2 separate regions of the Mus musculus genome follow, and region 1 is linked to region 2. Evidence: chromatin contacts called from public promoter capture Hi-C data. All regions are on one chromosome and are shown on one strand. Each heading gives the region's core, a stretch centred on a gene start, on an enhancer-like site or on the middle of the called end of the contact. The rest is flanking DNA. Distances are from core to core; before and after follow the strand shown. Region 1 has its middle 24 kb from the start of Cap1. Region 2 holds the start of Col9a2 (collagen, type IX, alpha 2).

What was found. Promoter capture Hi-C pulls out the DNA fragments that hold promoters and counts their contacts.
Region 1: a promoter capture Hi-C map of hippocampal neurons shows a contact between it and region 2, with 7 times the contacts expected there. The contact joins the enhancer-like site here to the promoter of Col9a2 in region 2. A contact is called at or near these places in 7 of 39 promoter capture datasets (cranial neural crest, frontonasal cranial neural crest, hippocampal neurons and 3 more).

What each region holds. Positions count from the first base shown.
Region 1 is chr4:122,907,756-122,913,268 of GRCm38.p6, forward strand. No RefSeq gene overlaps it. Among named protein-coding and RNA genes, the nearest start is that of Cap1, 24 kb to the left of the region's middle. Within about 2 kb of position 1,951, at least 30 of the 459 cell types and tissues checked have an H3K27ac peak or open chromatin away from gene starts, as enhancers often do. A contact at or near this core is called in hippocampal neurons, where this site is marked.
Region 2 is chr4:121,035,911-121,041,336 of GRCm38.p6, forward strand. Col9a2 (collagen, type IX, alpha 2) reads left to right here and starts at 3,656. Exons shown (of 32, transcript NM_007741.2): 1 at 3,656-3,876; 2 at 5,055-5,129. The coding sequence starts at 3,805.

The sequences.
Region 1 (5,513 bases), core at 701-3,200, 1.9 Mb after region 2:
CCACTTGATTCAGACCCAAAGAAATCAGCTTGGGGACTGGAGTGGGAACTGCCTTTGCAGAGGATGTGAGTCTGACTTGCAGCAGCACACATACTGTGTGGCTCAGTCGCTTGTAACTCCAGCTCCAGGTGATCTGGTGCCATCTTCTGGCCCCCAAGGGCACCTGCATTCCTGTGCACATACCCACATACAGATATACATACACATAATTTAAAAAATAAAATACAAGGCTGAAGAGATTGCTCGGTACTGTATTCATTCCTCTTGAAACCCGGAATCAGGCAGCTCTCACCATGTGTAACACCAGCTCCAGAGGATCCGATGCCCCCTTCTGGCCTCCATAGGCACCGACACACATACATACATAGACATACACAGATGCATAAGTAAAAGTAAATTTAAAAAAAAAAAACAACTCTTTAAAAATAATAAAATGAATCTTTAAAAAAAAATTAGTCTGGGGCAGGAGAGATGGCTCAGGGGTTAAGAGCACTGATTGCTCTTCCAGAAGTCCTGAGTTCAATTCCCAGCAACCACATGGTGGCTCACAACCATCTGTAATGGCATCTGATTCTCTCTTCTGGTGTGTCTGAAGAGAGCAATGGTGTATTCATGTACATAAAATAAATAATAAATCTAAAAATATTCATCTGAATTGATAGTTTCCTTTTTTTAAGAAATCAGTCTGACCAATGTGGTGGTATATTCCTTTAATCCCAACACAAGGAGGCAGAGGTGAGTTTGAGGCCAGCCTGGTCTACATATGGAGTTCTAGTCCAACCAGGGCTACATAACAAGACCTTGTCTCAAAAACAAAACAACAACAACAAGCTCCCAAAACAAAACAGCAGCAGCAACAACAACAACAACAAAAAATCAATCTGTGCTTGATTAGGTTTTAACTGTTTATGTAGAAGCTCAGTTGTATGCTTGAGAAAAAAATCCAAGGGTCAGAGGAGGCACCAAAGAACAAATTCATCAAAAGGACTGACTTGAAAAGGCAAGGAGAGAGAGAGCCACAGGGACCATACTACACAGCAGGAAGACACTGTTCACATCGCAGTCCACACAAACCACAGTTCCTAGAGGTTTGTATACTGCATGCTATTGCTATTACGGTGTCTGTGTGTATGAAGTATGTTGGTGCCACTGTGCATGTGTGGAGACCAGAGGACAAGTTTCTGGAATCCACCACTGGTTAAGTCCAGGGATCAAACTCAGGCCCCTCTGGCTTCCAGAGCAAACGCTTTTACTTGAGCCCTCTTGCCTGCCTGTAGCACCCATCTTATAAAGCCACACCTTAGGGAGTAGTTCTGAGTTCAATGTGTCAGAAACTCCTGGCATCTTCCCAGAAAGCTTTCCTAACTTTGCACACTGTGGAGGCATGCTGGGGAGAAAATTGCCAATGAAGGTGTATTGAAAAATCTTGATCATTGCAATTTCACTCACTTCTGCCCCCTCCTCTTTGCTTTGGTATTCTCCCCGCTGAGCTAATGTCAAAGGAGTTCCCTGGCTACCAGTAACAGGAACCAGCTCTGACAAATTTAAGAAGGGGCATAAAGCTGATCGTGGTGGCTCATGCCCTCTAATCCCTTCATACTTGGGCTAGCTAGCAAGATCTTATGTCAAAATTTAAAATATTTATTGAAAGAAAAAACGTGAAAGATTCATAGACTCGGTACAATCCGGAAAAACTTGCAACCAGAGCAGTCGAGTGTTATATTAAAATATACAGGGTCGTGCTGGTTCCAGATATGCAGATTACAGACAAATCTCTTAATACCGCTACCTACCCTGGCGTTAATCAGCTCCGCGTGGTTTTTGCCCTTTCGTCTCCCACTATTTTTTTTTCCCAAGAGGAAGCACTCCCAATCGGCTTTGTTGTGATGGGATGTCATCCTCTGACAAGAGGGGCTTTGAACCGTGACTGACAGCCCCACGGAGACAGTGTGCAGTGTGGGAAGGGCCTTCTCCAAAAGAAAGAGATAGAACGCTGATAGAGGAAAACAACAGATGTCCTCCGCATTCCAACTGCGGGTTGCCAAGCAACATCTTCCCACGTTTTAAAATACCATATACAAGTTTTAAAATGCTTCTGTCTAACATAATATGATTATTTCAAAGGCAAACAAAAGACACACTCAGCTCCTTCCAAAAAGACACAACCCGTGTCCAGCAATGGCATCCATCCCCAACCCCCACACACCCTGGGTCCCGTCATGATCCTCCTCCATCCCCGATCCCCACACACCCTGGGTTCCATCATGATCCTCCTCCTTAGAAATCTGTGGACAGACAACAAATTTAACCAACACACACACACACACACACACACACTATACACAACACACATAATTCTAAGATGAGAGAGGGATAATTACCTTTTTGGGGAGTGGTAGGGGACCTCGAGACAGGGTTTCTCTGTGTGGCCCTGACTGTTTTGGAGCTCGCTCCATAAACCAGGCTGGCCTCAAACTCAGAGATACACCTGCCTCTGTCTCCCAAGTGCTGGGATTAATGATGTCCACCACCGAGCTAACTGCCTTGTAAATATATATATATATAACTTTATGCATAGTATTATATGTAACTTACACTTCTACAAAAAAAAATGATACATAAAAGAAACGGTATGCTCCCCACTTACAGTCAGTCTTACCCCTAATATGTGTAGGTTTCATATGGTTGGTTGGTTGGTTGTTTAGTTCGGAGTTTGGATTTGTTTTCTTTTGTTTTGACCTGGGAAGGATGGGGGGGGGGTCTTTTTGGTGGAGGTAGGGGCTGGCCTGGAACTTTGTATGTAGACCAGACTGGCCTTGAACTCACAGAGATCCTCCTGATTCTGTCTCCAGATTACTGGAATTAAACACGTGTGCCACCACACCTGACTTTATTTTCGTTTTATGTTTTTGTTTGCTTGTTTGTTTTGTTGAAATTATACGATACCAGCGAAGGGGAATTGTTATCATATGTGCAGTGCTTATACAGGCCAGAAGAGGGCAGCAGATCCCTTGGAGCTGGAGTTACAAGTGGTTGCAAAGCTCCCTTCTCCCCCTCGTGTGGGTGCTAGGAACCTTACTTAGATCCTCTGGAAGAGCAACAAGCACTCTTGGCTATTGGGGTATCTCTCTAACCCCTCACCCTGGCATAATTCGGTCCTCCCATCCCCAGTCCATGCCATCTGGCCATTGGCTGGCCAGCACCTTATTTGGTTTAGTGTTTTGCCAGGTGGGCTGTGGAACTCAGCCATCAAAGTAGCTCGTAACGATTCCCACCCGCCTGATATCCACACCCTTGTGTAGTGTCCTCCCACCTGAAGTATACGCCAGAATATTTCCAGATGTTGGAATAGCATTGCTATCTGTTCTCTCATACTTACCACCCTGGATTTCAGTGCCGCACTCGCTCCGGACCCTGGAGATTTCGCTGTGTTATGAATCAATTCTGTACCTCTTGGCTTTTTAACCCATTGTGGCTAAGCATTCAGAACAATGACGTTTTCAGGTTATCTAATCTGCAGGGTCACTGACGTTGGAAGACTGTGTGTTCACTTTCCTATCTTCCGAGTAGAATGAAAACTCTGTACGATCAGGGAAGACACTCTCACAACTGTGCTCGGGTGACCTGGGACCCAGAGGCATTCATTTCATGGTTAGTGAGTGAATAAGAGAAACCAAGGACAGAAGAAGTGATGTGACTGTCATGTGCTGTCTTTTGCTGGAAAAAGGTAGTGGGCACTTTTTGTTTTGTTTTGCTTACACAGGAGATCATTACATTAATTAGTTTATTTTAATTTGAATAATGGAAAGGCACATAGAAGACTGCTGTCTGCCGGACACGATTCTCTTTCAGAGCTGCAGACACTTGATCCTTGAGACAAATATCATTGTTTAACCCACAAATAAAGAAATCTTGAGTTTACTTCTATTGATTGCTTTGTTTTGTTTGTTTTCTTAAGTCTGAGAAAGCTTCCAGGGGAAGTGGAATTTGGCTAGGCTGACTTAGTTTTGGTACTGACAGGACATAGATATCTACTTATTAGCGGAAAAGGAACAAAATTTACCTGCCCACATGTTCTTTGCATTGGTAATTATAGAGTCCACCCCTTGACTGAGTTGAAAATTTGAATTGTTTAGACTCACACCCCATACACTGGGGCATTTGAGCTGGTCAGTTTTATAATCAAAAGAAATTCCTGGGGCTGGAGAGATGGCTCAGCGGGTAAGAGTGCTCGCTGATCTTGCAAAGTCTGGGAGTTCAGTTCCCAGCACCCATGTCAGATCTCTGTAACTAAGGGAATCTGATGCTTCTGACCTCCACAGTTACCTGCAGACTTATGCACATACACACCCACACACAGACATCCATGCACACACCCACACATACACTTACAAACCCACATATAGACACACACGCACATACTCACATGTAGACACACAAGCACACATAACTGAAAAAGTCTTTTTAAGAAGAAAAGAAAAAGAGATTTTCTTTTAAAGCTGTAAGCAACGGCACAGCCTATAACCCTAACACTAAGAAGGCAGTGGCAGGATGATAGTAATTTGGAGGCCCAGGAAGTGAGGGCTCTTATTTTTTAAAAGATTTATTTGGGGTGCTGGCAAGATGACTCAGTGGGGAAGAGCATTTGCTGGTCTTGCAGAGAATCGGGGTTCAGTTCCCAGCACTCACATGGTAGCTCCAATTCCAAGAGACCTATTGCCCAGGTATGGAAAATGTAAACAAAGTAGACTGTCTTTTCTACCAGAGGGCTAAATAAAACAAAACTTCATTTAAAAATATCAGAGTGGACACTTGGCAAAACTTCCAATTTCTCCAGGGGCAGCAGGTTTGGAGATCCAAATCTGTGCTCGTGGTTGCACACTGGTCTCAAAGGTTTTGTGTTGCTTGTCAGCTTTACCATTTTGAGTTCGCCTCCCATGTAAGTGGCTGAGTTCTCACCCCCTGGGCCTTAGTGAGGAATAAAAAAGATTTACTTCTGTTTATGAGTGTTTGCCAGCATGTTTGCTCTCCATGTGCCTGGCTGATGCCCATAGTGGCCAGAAGAGGGCAGCAGATCCCGTGGAAGTAGTTATAGGTGGTTGTGAGCTGCGATATGGGTACTGGGAACTGGACAGGGATTCTCTACAACAGCATCAAGTACTCTTTCTTAGCAGCTGAGACGTCTCTAGACACACACACATACACACACACACACACACACACACCTCCACTCTTGATAAAACAAATAAGCTCAGTGGTAGAGTGCTTGCTAAGAATACACAAGGCTCCAGCTATAGAATAATAAATAGCATGCAGGGAACTTCCTGCTCCCGTCTACCACTTACTACCCATTTGCAGGTTGGCCAATACATGATCTACATGGGACCTGGGGCCTGGGGGTCAAAAGCCCTGTGAGTACTTATGTGAATAACCACAACGGGACCAGCTATCAGGAGGCAGATAAACTTAGGGTGATTCAAGCTTATAAAGTTTTGAGGGACTGAGAGCAGGAA
Region 2 (5,426 bases), core at 2,406-4,905:
AGTAAGCAGCATCCTCCACCACCTCTGCATCAGCTCCTGCCTCCAGGTTCCTGCCCTGCTTGAGTTTCTGTCCTGACTGCCTTCAATAAGTGGATTATGATGTAGAAGTGTAAGTTGAATAAACCCCTTTGTCCCCAAGATGCGTTTTGGTCTTGGTGTTTCAGCACAGCAATGGAAACCCTGACTAAGACAAACTGCAAACCAAATTCCATCTCTGTTCAAATAGGAAGCAACCCTGTAAGTACAACTTCAACTTGAAGTAATGAAAAGAAACCCTGCATTAAATCTGACAAAATGCAAAGGGGGCACCTGCCTTTCTTCTCTTTTCTCTCTGGACCTCATGGAAGACATTTCCATATCCTGTGGATTTGCTGTATCAAACCTGTCGCATCAGTCCTTTCTGGACTAGCCCCTGACTGACCCTGTGGCCTCTCATTGTCAGGCTTATATTTGAAGGGAAATTCCTGTGGTGGGCAGAGCATAAGAAGGAGTTCAAGGTCTGGGAATTTTCATCCTGGAGATGATATCAACTATCTTCCTCCTCCTCTTTTTCTTCTTCCTCCATTTTGAGATAAGGTCTCCTATGTAGCCCTGGCTGGCCTGAAACTCACTATATTCAGCCTAGGCTGGCCTGCAACTCACAGGGGTTCCTTGCTTCTGCCTGGAGAGTGCTGGGATTCAAAGTGTCAGCAACTATGCTTCAACTTTTTGCAGGGGGCGGGGGGGGGGGGTTAGGAGGGCAGTTAGGATCTCATGATTCCTAGATTGACCTTTAACATTGCTGCATATTCAAGACTGGCCTTGAACTATTGAGTCTTTTTTTTTTTAAGATAAACTACTTTATTGAAACTTTAACAGTTTTTAAAAATATTTTTAAAGATTCATGTATTTATTATATGTAAGTACACTGTAGCTGTCTTCAGACACTCCAGAAGAGGGAGCCAGATCTCGTTACGGATGGTTGTTTTTGTTTGTTTGGTTTTTGGTTTTTTGAGACAGGGTTTCTCTGTGTAGCCCTGGCTGTCCTGGAACTCACTTTGTAGACCAGGCTGGCCTTGAACTCAGAAATCCACTTGCCTCTGCTTCCCAAGTGCTGGGATTAAAGGCGTGCGCCACCACCGCCCGTTACGGATGGTTGTGAGCCACCATGTGGTTGCTGGGATTTGAACTCCGAACCTTTGGAAGAGCAGTCGGGTGCTCTTACCCACTGAGCCATCTCACCAGCCCAATTCTTTTTTATGTATATAACATTTTATTTATTTTGTGTGACATAATTTAAAATTATTATTTTATTTTATGTGTATGTACCATGCCTGCATGTATGTCTGTGTTTCACCTGGGTACCTGGTGCCCTAATAGATTAGAAGAGGGCATCCAACCCTGGAACTGGAGTTATGTGGGGAGCGGGTGTGGCGGCAGTCCCAAAGGCGCCAGGGACTGCAGCTAAGTCATATGACTTGCACCTGACTTCCTCATATAAGACACAAACATCTTGAGTGCTGCGAAGGTGTACCAGGATACAGGTGAATCCAATTTGGTGGAGATTTGCCCCTGCTGCCCTGATTAGCTGAAGCTGCGTGCCTGGTGAGGGGGCATGGCCTGCGGTGCGTGGATGAGAGAGAGTATAAAAAGGAGTGAGAGGCCCAGGGTTCGGGGGAGATATAAAAACAAGGGAGATATATAAACAAGGGAGATATAAAAACAAGGGAGATATAAAAACAAGGGAGATATAAACAAGGGAGATGTAAAAACAAGGGAGATATATAAACAAGGGAGATATAAAGAAAGAAGAAACAGGACTGAATAAACGTGTGCAGAAGGATCCTGCTGTGGCGTCGTTCTTGCTGGCGAGTTGGGGGCGCGCTCAACAGAGTTAGAAATGGTTATAGGCTGATATGTGGGTACTTGGTCCTCTGCAAGTGCAGCTGGTGCTCTTAACCACTGAGCCATCTCCCCGGCTTCATAACATACTTAAGAAAAGGAAATGTGGAGGGTGATTTTTACACGTGTTTATGTGTTTTGTGTATGTGCATGTGCTTATATGTTCACTGCATGTTTGCTGTTGCCCATGGAAGCCAGAAGAGAGCATTGGATTCTATGGAACAGGAGGTACAGGTAGTTGGGAGCCATCTGATGTGGGATGCAAATCCCCAAATTCTACAAAAGTAAGGAGTGCTTTTATCTGTGGAGCCATCTGTCCAGGCCTCCTCCTTGGCCAGGTCACTTGATTTGCTTGTGGTCAAGTTTCCATACTGGAGGCCAGTTGGATACCAAGAGCAAATGATACTGAGGGTCACAGCGCACTGCTGTCACATTAAGCAGCTGCCACCATCAGCTCCTTCAATCTTCAAGCAAATTCTTTAAGATAGGGACCATGTTGTTCCCAGTTACAGAGGAGGAAACTAAGACTTCATTTATGTCATGGAGGTGTCTGTGGTCATAACTGTGGTTAGTGGCTGCATGAGATCCACTGCCCTTAGCCAGTGAGTGGAAGAGAAGGAGAGGAGAAAGGGGCTCTGGACCGAGGTGACCAGACAGGTGGGTTTGGGGTGTTACTGAATAAAGTGGTGGCTGTTTCCATGAACTTGGGAGGTCAGTTGAAAGGGGGTGAGGGAGAAGTCTCTCCCAGTCCAGGAGACAGCAGCATGCAGGTGCCGCTGAGGAGAAAGACAATCGTGTCACTTGGCTGACAGTGGACCTCACACATGCAGGTGGTTCCACACGGTTAGATAGCCCAGGTCCATTTTAGTTTGTGTGACTATGCATTGTGGTGTTTGATAGTCTAAGGGACACTTTTCATAGAACATGTACTCCTCCTTAATATGTAATTGTAGGGATCTGGAGAGATGGCTCCCTGCTGAAGAGCTCGTGCTCTTCTTGCAAAAACCCAGGTTGTTGCCAGCACCCACGTAGGAGCTTACACCTTTCTACAACTCCAGTTCCAAGGATGTCTGGTCCCCCATGGGACAGGGTCATACCTGAGGGCAAAACACTCATTCGCATAGATAAAAACTTGTCTTCAAAGGATATAACTGTACAAGGTCACATGGGGTGGATGCCTGGTGGATGCTTGGGAGAGAAGACGTGAAGGACTGGCATTGCCAAGGGCAGATCCAAATGCTAACAGGATGCCTCAAGGATGGAAGATGTTCGGATCGCACTGGTCGATGGAAGCAGGGAGGCGAGAGGAAAGGGAAATTTAGAGGCCACAGACAACTCTAATGGAATTGATGGTGGAGGGGGAGAGAAGAGGCAGATGGGGAATTCCCGAGGTGGCAGATTCAAGAAAGATGTTGGTGTGTTTTAATATGGCAGGGACCTGATTGTTTGTGGAGAGGACTGAGCCAATTTAGAAAAGATGGAGTTGGTGGAGTCCTGGCCAGGTCTCCAGAACCTGAGATGGTTGAGGCTCTGGAGGATAAAGGACCCAGACAAGCTTGCCCGGGGAAAGGATGGGGCTGAGGGCCAGGAGGAAGGCTTTGATCTTGGAGGCAAGGAGGAAAGGGACTTCGAATGGACTTCTGCTCTTCACACAGAAAGTAGTCCCGTACCCCGAGATGCCCCCGGGACTTCCCAGCTGGGGCGTCTGGTCAAACTCAGAATGCAGACCCAGGGTGGGCACAGAAGATCCGCCCCTGACCGGGCGGAGCTGGACAGTTCCTCCCCACAGTGCTCTCAGGTGACAGGCCTGCAGGTCCCCGCCCCGGCCCGTCTAGCTGCGTTTTCGGGAGATCCAGTCCGAGGCTCCGAAAGCAGCCCCCGCCATCGGTGCTTGGACCCCCGCTCCAGAACCCGCTGTTCGCCATGACCGCCGTGCCCGCGCCCCGCAGCCTGTTCGTTCTCCTCCAGGTGCTGTGGCTCGCCCTGGCTCAGATCGTAAGTCCTGTCACTTCTCTGTCTCCGCCGTCCCTGGTGCAGAGCCTGGGTTTAGGATCCTGGAGTCTTTAGGACCTGTTCTAGTCTGTCCCTAGCCTGAGGGGCAGCTGAGGACAGAGCCGCTGGGGTGATGCATACCCGGCAAACCGCTCGCGGTGAAGGGAGATTGACTAGTCCGGGAACCAGAGGGACCTTGCCTCGGGATGCTTGGCCTTGCCTGGGACAGGCAGCGTCGAGCAGGAGATGGCGCGGGGGCCTGGCAGTGGAGAGAGCCCAGGTGGTGCGGAGACAATGGTGGCTATTCAGTCGACAGCGGAGCCTCCGCCCCCGGAGTCTCCTAAGGGACCCAGGCTCCAGCCAGACTTCCCTGTCGCCCCAATATGTCCGTTTCCTGACTGTGGGCTTCTGCCTCACTTCGCAGGGACAGCTGGGCCCTAGGAAAGAGATGCCCGGTTTAGGACCAAATGGGGATGCTGGGCCCGCTCACCAAGCAGTGCTAGTGTAGGGGTACAGTTCGCCTGTGAGGCGCCAGCCTGGCACATCTTAACCTGGGGAGGGCACCTGGCGCCAGCATCTGGCACGCGTGGACTTCCTGAGTCGGGGCTGGTTCGCTACCTTAGGGAGGATTGGGTGGGAAGAGTCCCAGCTTTCCTTCTTCTCTGAGGTCTCTTTACCTGCACCAGGGACGAGGGAGAGGTGCCAGTTCACCGCTATACCTGTTGTTGGTTAGAAAACAGCAATAGTTCGAACGGCCATCGTTGGCTAGGTGCCATCTTGCACATCATCTGTGATTTGAGCAAATGATGTCTTCATCTATTTCCTATCGTGACAGTGCAAAGACCGTGTGACCCAGGGGAAGAAGCCAGCCAACCTAGGGTGTAATCACGGTTTCAGCATTCACTTGCAGTGATCACGAGCCTTGAGTCTTTTTGTGTTTCCTCACCCTCTGCTTGTCACCCCTAATAGTACCCCCCCCCGAGTTCTGAGTAGTTCATAAAGTAACAGAGCATAATGGCACACAGTGCCTGACACACAGTAGCTGCTCAACAAACTCCCCATGAAGCACCATCTCCTTGGGGAGATGCTGCCCTAGTCACCTTTGCTCTCGGGGTCTCCAGCAGCCCCTGGGAGCCCAGTTCTGCGTACTGTCTGAGGGCTGCACTCTTGTGTATTTTCAGAGAGGTCCACCAGGGGAGCCGGGTCCTCCAGGGCCACCAGGGCCACCAGGAGTGCCTGGTTCAGATGGCATCGACGTGAGTATCTAACTTCAGACTTGAGAGGAAGCAGGGCTATCCACAAAGGAGAACTTTATGAGCGCAGGGGTGGGGATGCCTGGAAGTTTAGCGCCCCCTGTTGCCAGCAGGCGGTGCCTGCAGAGACCACAAGGAGTCTGTTTGTTCAGAGAAAACCCCAAACCAGCCTTGAAATGTGGGAGTCTGTCAAAACCACCCAGCAACAAGGGCCTGCTGTTCTGCTGTTGGCCTCGGCTCACAGCGTGTCCTTATCCCCCTCCCTCTCTTCCTCCTCTTCGTGCTGTCCCCTGACACACT